3 separate regions of the Mus musculus genome follow, and all the other regions are linked to region 3. A link is a contact called in public Hi-C and HiChIP or PLAC-seq data. All regions are on one chromosome and are shown on one strand. The core of a region is the stretch at or near the end of the contact, and the rest is flanking DNA. Distances in the headings are between cores, read along the strand shown. Region 1 overlaps Klhl29 (kelch-like 29). Region 2 overlaps Gm9548 (a long non-coding RNA gene). Region 3 holds the start of Klhl29 (kelch-like 29).

Region 1 (3,110 bases), core at 278-2,777, 290 kb after region 3:
TGGAGTCTGAGATGGCTTGGTAACAACATTTAATTGTCACATTGATTTGAGGATACTGAGAAGTCCCTGGGTGATTAAGAGCATACTAATCTCGTGCTTGGACCCAGACCAGTCCTAACACTGGGTGGTCTTCCGTATAGCCTGCTGCATGTCCAGACGTGGTCCCAAGCTCCCCTGGAAGCAGGAGCGTCAGTTCCCAGTCATTTGTGGCTCAATAATAAACACACAAGCAAGGAGACATTTGCTATGTAGGGGTCCACGGAGCTGGAAGTCATCTTGCTTTGCCTCTGTCAGCTATTTTTAATCTCCTAAGATGCTGATTACTCCTTTTGCAAAGTTCTGCTTGTTGATAAATACAGGGATTTGTTGAAGGATCAAACACACCAACAGAGAGGTAGAGGCAATCTCGACTCTTTCTGCTTTTCTTGGGCCCTGAAGCAGTTCTCTGAGGCCCCAGGGTGCTGCCTGTACTGGCCTTCCCCATGGAGCCCAGCCTTTAGGCTGGCTGGAAAATAAATGTCAGCTTGGAGCACCTGAGGCCACCCCCAGGAGGCCCAGTGAAGGAAAGAGCAGCTGGAGATCCCAGAGAGACCTGAGGGACCCTGAGTGCTCCCTTAGCCCATGCAGATCTGTCATCTGGGCCTGTAGGATGGGACAAAGACTGGAAGAGCCCTAGGGGATGCCCATGAGAGGGAGTGGAGGGGGTGGGGGGAAAAAGCACCCACTGCTACCCAAGGAGAAGTCCCCTTCAGTCTCTATGCCACATGGCCACAGTGATGAGAATTCAGGGTGACAGGAAGGTCAGTCTAATGGGGATAGACGTGAGGGTGCTTTGTTCCCCAGGAAGCACTAATGGTACAAATTGCTATTATATTGATAATGAATGAGATATATGGTGTATTATAGTTATATTACATTACCGTGTTACAGGAATAGAGCAAGATTACATAATTATAGATTAAAACAACAGCGCCATAGACAAACCTGTATTATATCATTATATAAATAACTGGGTCTAATATTTTATAGCAATATGTTGCAGGAGCTGTGGTTACTGCATAAATGATAGTGGAACGCCTCACTCGGCTGGGTCATTTGCATGTCATTAGCATATCCTTCTCAAGCAGGAAGCTGACAGATTGAGCTGACGGGAGAGCTCATGGCTTGGCAATCAGCCACCTGGAATAACAAACTCTCAGGAAATTTGTGTTTGGCGGAATGTGTCATTATGCCGAAAGACTGAGGGCTAACAGCCACATAATCTTTCTCATCTCTCAGCTCTTTCTGTGGAAGCTCTTTGGCTCACTGCCATATTGGCTTAAAAAACAGATATCTGAACTTCTGACACTGCCCTGAAAAGACACTTACTTCATTGCCTGTTCGCTATATATCATCCATCCACGACTGAATGGCATCGGCCACAGCTGCCCCATAAGACAGTTTGGCTTCTAATATCCAACTCCAGAAGCAGACTCAAGAATCAGGACATGGTGCACATAAGACCCTCTTCCTAGAGTACCTAGCTCTAGGAAGCTAGTGATGGCTCTTATCCAAAGGAGACTCCCAGGGAGAACATGGGAGCCATATGCTGTTCACGACTATGTGCTGAGTGAACTCGCTGGTGAGCAAGCTCAGGTCCTTGCTATGGGTGCAGACACATATGGAGCAGAGATAAGTGAGCCAGGGGGTCTGCAGTAAGTGGTGGACAGCTGCAGGCAGGCAGGAGCATTGAGGGGCAGCTAGCTCCTCGGAACATTGAACAGAAATGCTGCTGAGTGGGAGGACGGCGCTGACTTCCCTTGACCAGCCCCCTTAGGTCCACTTCTGCTCGTCCCAGCAGCTGTCCCTACCTCCTTCCCCTCAGTGGGTCTGCACATCTCCATTCTCTCACTTTGCTCCTTCATTCCGAACTGTATATGAAGCAGATCTGTTCAGCCCTATTCTCTGCCTTCCCTCTCTCCCTGGGACTGGTAAGGGAAATCCTGGCATCCTTCAGACTGGTCCTACTATGCACTGAAGAGTCAAGCTTCCACCCAGCCCCAAATGCTGCAAGGTACTCTTGGGTCTGCCCTGTCAGCCATTTTCTCTTAAAAGCAAGCAGCTCTCTTCCCATCTCTCCTCAACCATACACAGGCTCTCCTGTCCACCCCTACCTCCTCCTTCCCATAGTAAATGGGGCCATGGATTGAGAACTCAAATGTCCCAGGGTGTAGTATTTACTTAGAATAAAGGTAGCCCTGCATTTCATCCCTAGAACTACACAAAGTAGGGATGGTTGTCCACACTTGTGAGCTCAGCACTTGGGAGATCTCGGTCTTTACAATCATACTTGGCTACTTAGAAATTACCAGGCCAACCTGGGATACATGAGTCCCTCTCTCAAGAAAAACAACAAACTTTCTCCTCTCTCTGCTAACTCCAGCAACAAGCCTGCAGCTGTGCCTTCCTTGACCTCCACTCTCTCCTGCTAACATTGCTCACAACTCCTTTTGCTTTAATTAACATCTGCTATACCTATCAGAAACCACACAGGACCCAGGAACCTTTTGGTCCTACAAGGACAAATAACAGATTCCCATAGGCTGGGAGGTTCAAAGCTCTTCAGAGTTCCCTGTGTCCCCAACTGTGTGTTTTCTCTCTTCTAGCCTCTCTCCTTCCTCTCTCTGTCACTCTCTCTGGCTCTCCACCCATCCCACCCCACCTCCTCCCTCTCCCTTCCTCCCTACCATCTCTCTCAATAGGACCTATGTTACCCAGAATGTTCTGGAACTTTTGGGTCAACATCTGAGTGCTGGGACTCAGCCATGTGCCATCTTTTCTTGCTTATACCATAAAGTCCCCTTGGTACCCGCAGGGTACAAGTTCCAGGATGCCTGTAGACTCACATTTGCAAGTGCTCAGGTCCTCATATAAAACGGCATAGTATCCACATCCAAATACCTGTACACATCCTGCTGCAGACTCTAGATGCTTCAAGTCACTTACAATACCTGATACAATGCAGATGCTGTGTAAAAAACTGTTATAATGTGCTGCTTTGAAAACAATGGAAAATCTGGACATGTTCAATACAAATACAGTTTCAGATTTTTCATATCTGTAGCTGATGG
Region 2 (2,829 bases), core at 306-2,805, 380 kb before region 3:
TTACAATAACCAAGATAAGGAACCAGCCAAGATGCCCGCCAAGAGCTGAAGAGATAAAGTAACTGTGGTATACACGTGCAAGGGAATTTTCATTCAACAGAAACGAAGAATGGAATTATGATGCTCATGGGGAAATGAATGGAACTATAGATCATTATGCTATGTGACGTAAGTCAGACTCATGGGACAAAAAAAGGCAGAAACAGATGTCTAAAGGAAAATAGGGATTAAAAAAGAGTAATGGAATATATAATAATGATCAGGATTCAGGTTACAACCCCTTTGGAGGTTCAACAACCCTTTCACGGGGGTCCCATATCAGATATCCTGAATATCAGATATTTATGTCATGATTTATAACAGTAGCAAAATTACAGTTATGAAGTAGCAATGAAATAATTTTATGGTTGGAGGTCACCACAACATGAAGAATTGTATTAAAGGGTCACAACATTAGAAAGGTTGTGAACCACTGACATAGAAGGTCAGGGTGAGGCCAAACTAGTATAGATTCCATCTCAACCTGCTTCTCAGAATAACTCATATGCCAGCAAATATACAAATCTAGAACTTGGATCCATGTATTTTAATCCAGAGCTAGAATTATTAGTTATAAAAATGTACTGCTGACAACTCAGTGCAGCTATGAATAAATGAACAAATAATAAGGTAGTATATTAGAAGTTATACGGTTTAAGGCTGGGTAAAACTGTACAGGTAACTCACAGAGCATCTAGTATGGACATAGGATACAATCATTTCCTTTGCAAAGGAGAAGCATGAAATAAAATAAGTAAGGCTTTCTGTTGAGAAAGGGAAAATGTCATAGTCACAGTGTAAGACACAGTGGTTCCTAAAAAACTAAACATAGACTTACCATATGAGTCAGTGATTCTACTCTTCAGGATGCACTTGCCCAAAACGGGGTTGGGCAGAGAGGAAGAGATGATACATAAGCATTCAGAGCAGCACAATAACCAGAAGGTAAAACTAGCTCAATGTCCATCCTCACATGAATGAATGAATGAATGAATGAATGAATGAATATATTGTAGTATATCCATATAATGGCATATTACTTTGCCAGTAAAAGAAAAATAGTCATTATATGATCTAATAAGACACCTGAATACCCCCTAACCATTTCTCTAAGTGAAACACATGAAACACAAAAAGCCACTGTATGTCTTGTAAATATACAGACTAGGTAAGTTCATAGAGAGAGTGGGGCATTCTTTTTGTTGCTAGGAGCCAAAAAAATGGAAAGTAGAGAGTATATACTAAATGTTTATTGTCAAGGATGATAACAATATTTATTATGGAACAGGGCAAAAGTAGTAGTTATATAACATTGCGAATGTTCTAAACATCACTAATCTATTTTTAATGGTTGAGCCCTGACTAATACATTTCACATGGTGGGAGTTTTGCCTCAGTTATAATAATAAATGGATTGTACAAGAAGAAGAATTACGAAGGATTACTAGCAGATGTGGAAGTCACCCTGGAGTTTAAACGACAGATGGGATTAGGTGGGAAGCAGGCTCTGGAGTACAAGGTAGAGACTGAGCTGCCTACAGGCTTAGGGAGAAGACAGAAGACGCTGATCTTGGTTGTCAGCTTGTCTGCACATGGAATCAACTAAGAGACACACTGCTGGGTGGGTCCTTGACAGTGCTCCCTGGAAAGAGTGACTGAGTTAGGACTAAGGATGACCATGCCCCAGGGGAGGCAGTAGCTCTGGCTATGGCCTAGATCTAATGAGGCCGGAGGGAAGAGCAGGGGATGATTTTAGCCTGTGAACTTCCACTCCTGGCTGTCTCCAAGGTTGTCTTCTCTGCTGATGCTCATCTTCCACACTTCACCTACATTAAGATCCAGACTTTTCGGCCTCTGTAAAACATGGACGAAAGAGCCGTGACCCCCTAATAAGCCCTGGGCTTCAGTGCCAGGCTGGAAGTACCCAGCAGGATGGACTGAGCGCTACTGAACTCTCTTCTGTGTTGAACTGCCTAGCTGGCATCCTGCAAGCCAATCTAAAAAGTTCCCTTTGTGATATATATTCATTCTATCAACTTCATCCCTTGGTAGAACGCTGACTAATGCATTTGCTTCCTTCACATTTTGCACAATTGGTCTCAGGATTACCTTGTTTTACCTCCTCCAAAACCTACACACAGCACTCAGTGACTGCAGAAATTAGCAAGGGCACTCTACATGTTTGCAGAAGGCTTTATATAAATTGTGTGAAAAGGGATACTTACTGAAGAGCAATGTGCTAATATCAGAAAAAACTGGGGCAGGTTCCAAATGACTCAGACAGCCACAAAGCACCCCAGATGACTCTGGATTTTGCAGTCAAATCTGGTTATCCATGCATCAGGTGGCCCAACCCAGTGCCAGAGGGCACTTACACCCGTCTTCCAGTCCACCACAACATGCCAGATACTGTTCCATTATCCCTCAGGACTTTATTCAGGACACAGGTCAAGGGCCTCAGCAAAACTACACCAGGGACCTTTGACCCTAGAGAAGGATATATATGAGGAGGATATAAAGATACACATCTTTTCTCAAGTCACCAACACTGTACAACTCCAGGGGCAGAGACGAGTTGAGTTGGCCTCCCTTCAGCAGCAGCCTGAGGCAGTGTCCTAGGACAAGGGAGGTCCCTGTTCAGCTGCTTTCTTGGGAAGGGTTTTGGGAGCACTCAGGAATTTAGAAAACTGCCCCCAGTGCTGCCCGTTTTCTAACTCTGAGCACAAGGTCTCTTCTGTAGGAGCCTCTCCAGATGACCTCGGATCACACCAAGGTCCCTGGATCCTTCCC
Region 3 (2,845 bases), core at 227-2,726:
CTGTGCGTCCCTAACCCACCTTTCAAGCTTTTGAACACTAAAACTTCATCTGATTCTCCCCCCCCCCCAAATGCAGTTACTCTAACACCAACGGCCCATCTCCCCGCTGTCTTCTTCCCTCTTCACTGACAGTTCTCCTGCTACCCTCAGCAGATTATTATTATTTATTATTTATCAGCCATGACACTGTACTGTGCTTCCTACAAGATATTAAAGGATACACAACCCCTGCACTGAGTTTACAGCCAAAACAGCAGAGCTGTGGGTCTGACAATCACAGGAGGCCCCTGAGAGAAAAAAGTTCTCCCTCCTCCCTGGCAAAGACATGAGTGGAGCCTAGTAAAGCCTTCCCAGGACAGCCAGCCCAGATCAGCCTTAAAAAACAGCTATGTCCCTCCCCTATTACCCACCCACCCCCGCCCCCAGTTTGAAATAGGCCTCAGTATTTGTGTGGATGGGGTGGGGGAGGTATGGGTGAAGAGAAATGAAGAAGGAACCCACCGACTATAAACTTCAGACTTTAACCTTCAGACTTGCCTGAAAGATGGAGGGGAACTGAGCCACAGGCTTTCCCTCTGAATCTCAAAACAGGTGAGGGGTTCTGTGGGTCTGGGAATAAGAAAACTGACCTGCAGAGTTAGCAACCCAAGGAAGACAGGCACAGAAAAGAAGTGTGCTGGAGAGATGAAAAAGCTCACACCCACACCGGTAGCCACAGGTCTCCAGCCAAAGTTTCCTCTTAGTGTTCCAGTTAGGGTCTGCGTAGACAGCATGAAGAGAGGAAGACTCGGTCAGTGTGGATCTTGGGAGGGTTGGCTGCAGCTGGAGTGTCAAAGCAGGCCTGTGTGATCTGAGCAACCCAGGGAGGTCTGTGAAAACAGGAAAGTTCGCATATGCTCAGAAGTCAGGGCAGATGCAAGAAGACAGGACTGGCATGGCTCGCGGTGGTCTTTCAGAGATATGGACGTTCCCTACTCCTTCTCCAGGCTGGAGTGTCATAGGGAGGGCGGAAGCTGAAAGACGATTGGACTTTTCTTTCTCAAACTTTTCCACCAGTTTCCTCAGGTGTTGAGAGCAGCAGGGAAGCTCCCTTCAGTCCGTTTCCTTGAAGCCCGGGCTCTCTCGGAACCCGGAGGCCATGGCCCAGCAGCCCGGCCATGCGTCGTGAGTCTACCGGCGCGGCCACGGAGCCGGGCGAGCCGGGTATCTTTGCAGGGGGCGGGGGTGGCGGACCAACCACGGACACACCCGCTGGCATTGAGCCTGGGGCCCGGCGCGCGGCTGCAGGGGATCCCTGGGGCCCCGGGAGCCAAGCGCTGAGCCGGGCCGGGGGCGCCCCGCCTCCCCCACCCTCCGCCCCCGCCTACTCGGGCGTCTGTGATTGGCTCCGCCCGTCCCTGGCTGCGCGCCGAAGCCCGCCTCCCTCGCAGCTAAAGCAGACGGTACCCGGAGAGGAGCGAGCCAGAAGGGAGCATGGTCCCCGCGCCGCGGCCGCGCCAATCCCCGCGCCGCCGCCGCCGTCGCCGCTGTCCCTGCCACCGCCGATCTAGCAGCAGCTCTAACCCCGGCTCCGGCTACCCAGCGCACGTCCGCAGCCCAGGTCATTGGCGAGCCTAAGCTCAGCCCCCTCCCGGAGCCCGAGCCCGGAGCCCGGCGCCCGGAGCCAGCCCCAGCCCCGCGGCCGCCGCGGCTGCGGGGAGAGGGCGGGGGCGATGCTGCCGGAGCCGCCGCCGCTGCCGCCGCCTCGATGAGAGCCGCGCCGCACCGCGCATAGCCGCGCAGGCTGACAGGCAGAAAGACTGACTTCCCTCTCCCGGGCATCCTCCCTGGGCTGCCGGGAGGCGGCGGCGGAGGAGGAGGAGGAGGGAAAAGGGGAGAAGGCGGAGAGCAGGAACGAGAGGAGGTGGACCTGGATCCGTTTCTCCGGGCCAGGACTCGAGCGGCCCCAGCTACCGCTACCCGCCGGCGCCGTCCCCTATCCATCAACCCTCCTGCACCCATCCGCGACCCTGGGCTCTCTGCGCGTCGGGCCGGGGCTGGAGCGGCGCGGCCGCAGGTAAGAGCCGGATCAGGTTGGGGCTCTTGGGATGCCTAACGGGGCAGAGGGGAGGGAGTAAGGGTTCCCAGGGTCCTGGTAGCTTCTGGGCCAGGCAGGACTTGGGAGTGTGGCCCAGAGCCTGGAACGCTGGGCTCGGCTCTGGCAGTGGCGGCGGCTGGAGCTGGAGCCTCCCGCGTCTGAGCTCGCAAGCCTGCAGAAGCCCTTGCGCCTGCGCTGCTCCGGGGATGGAAAAAAGGGGGAAAAAAACTTCCTGCCCCCGGGTGTGTTATGCAGGGAATGCCTAGGGGAACTATCGCAGTGGTCGAAGGTGCTAGAAGCAAATACGACACCAGAGTCGGGTAGCGCTGGGCCGGGCCAAGCCGTGTGCGCCCCTCTCCTGGCCACCTCCCCCTGCGCGGCCCAGGGCCCCAGCAGTGCCGGGGGACCCAGAAAGCACTGGAAAGCTGGTCCCCAGGGCGGCCGTGTGCCCTGCGGGTTGGGGAGATGCGCGCCTGTGTGCCAAGGGAAGCTAGATGACGGGTTCTGCCACTCGCGTTCTTAGACCCAGCATTTGGGGACCGGGTTTCTTCACTGGATCCCAAGTAACTTTCGAGGTGGAAGAGCTTGAATATCATCTGAATGGAACCCACACAGACCGTGTTGTGACCTCCCCTACATTCCCTTGACACCTTGTGGTTTCCAGCGGGGGTTGGAGGTGGGAGGACAGCTTCAGGGATGCGAAGGGCGGGGAGGTGGTGGCGAGTGGAGAGGGGTTGTTTATGTGTGGGATAGTAGACCGGAGACACG

Evidence for each region. A called contact is a pair of places that touch in the nucleus more often than the background predicts. HiChIP or PLAC-seq counts read pairs in DNA pulled down with a chosen protein or histone mark.
Region 1: a contact with region 3 is called in an H3K4me3 HiChIP or PLAC-seq map of forebrain, with 4 times the contacts expected there. The contact joins the enhancer-like site here to the promoter of Klhl29 in region 3. A contact is called at or near these places in 2 of 39 promoter capture datasets (embryonic stem cells and hippocampal neurons) and 7 of 115 datasets of contacts at active chromatin or transcription factors (embryonic forebrain, embryonic hindbrain, embryonic stem cells and 2 more).
Region 2: a Hi-C map of muscle stem cells shows a contact between it and region 3, with 2.7 times the contacts expected there. The contact joins the enhancer-like site here to the promoter of Klhl29 in region 3. A contact is called at or near these places in 1 of 39 promoter capture datasets (hippocampal neurons), 4 of 484 Hi-C or Micro-C datasets (cerebellar granule neurons, cortical neurons and muscle stem cells), 6 of 115 datasets of contacts at active chromatin or transcription factors (SST interneurons, embryonic midbrain, embryonic stem cells and 3 more) and 1 of 9 other capture datasets (adipose tissue).

What each region holds. Positions count from the first base shown.
Region 1 is chr12:5,086,423-5,089,532 of GRCm38.p6, reverse strand. The region is part of intron 11 of Klhl29 (kelch-like 29); the gene reads left to right. Among named protein-coding and RNA genes, the nearest start is that of Atad2b, 170 kb to the right of the region's middle. Within about 2 kb of position 1,527, at least 53 of the 459 cell types and tissues checked have an H3K27ac peak or open chromatin away from gene starts, as enhancers often do. A contact at or near this core is called in embryonic forebrain and forebrain, where this site is marked.
Region 2 is chr12:5,753,602-5,756,430 of GRCm38.p6, reverse strand. All of the region lies in intron 2 of Gm9548 (a long non-coding RNA gene), which reads right to left. Among named protein-coding and RNA genes, the nearest start is that of Gm9548, 14 kb to the right of the region's middle. Within about 2 kb of position 1,555, at least 5 of the 459 cell types and tissues checked have an H3K27ac peak or open chromatin away from gene starts, as enhancers often do. A contact at or near this core is called in muscle stem cells, where this site is marked.
Region 3 is chr12:5,374,313-5,377,157 of GRCm38.p6, reverse strand. It overlaps Klhl29 (kelch-like 29), which reads left to right and starts at 1,476. Exons shown (of 14, transcript NM_001164493.1): 1 at 1,476-2,056. 2810032G03Rik (RIKEN cDNA 2810032G03 gene) reads right to left here and starts at 1,438. Exons shown (of 2, transcript NR_015579.2): 1 at 630-1,438.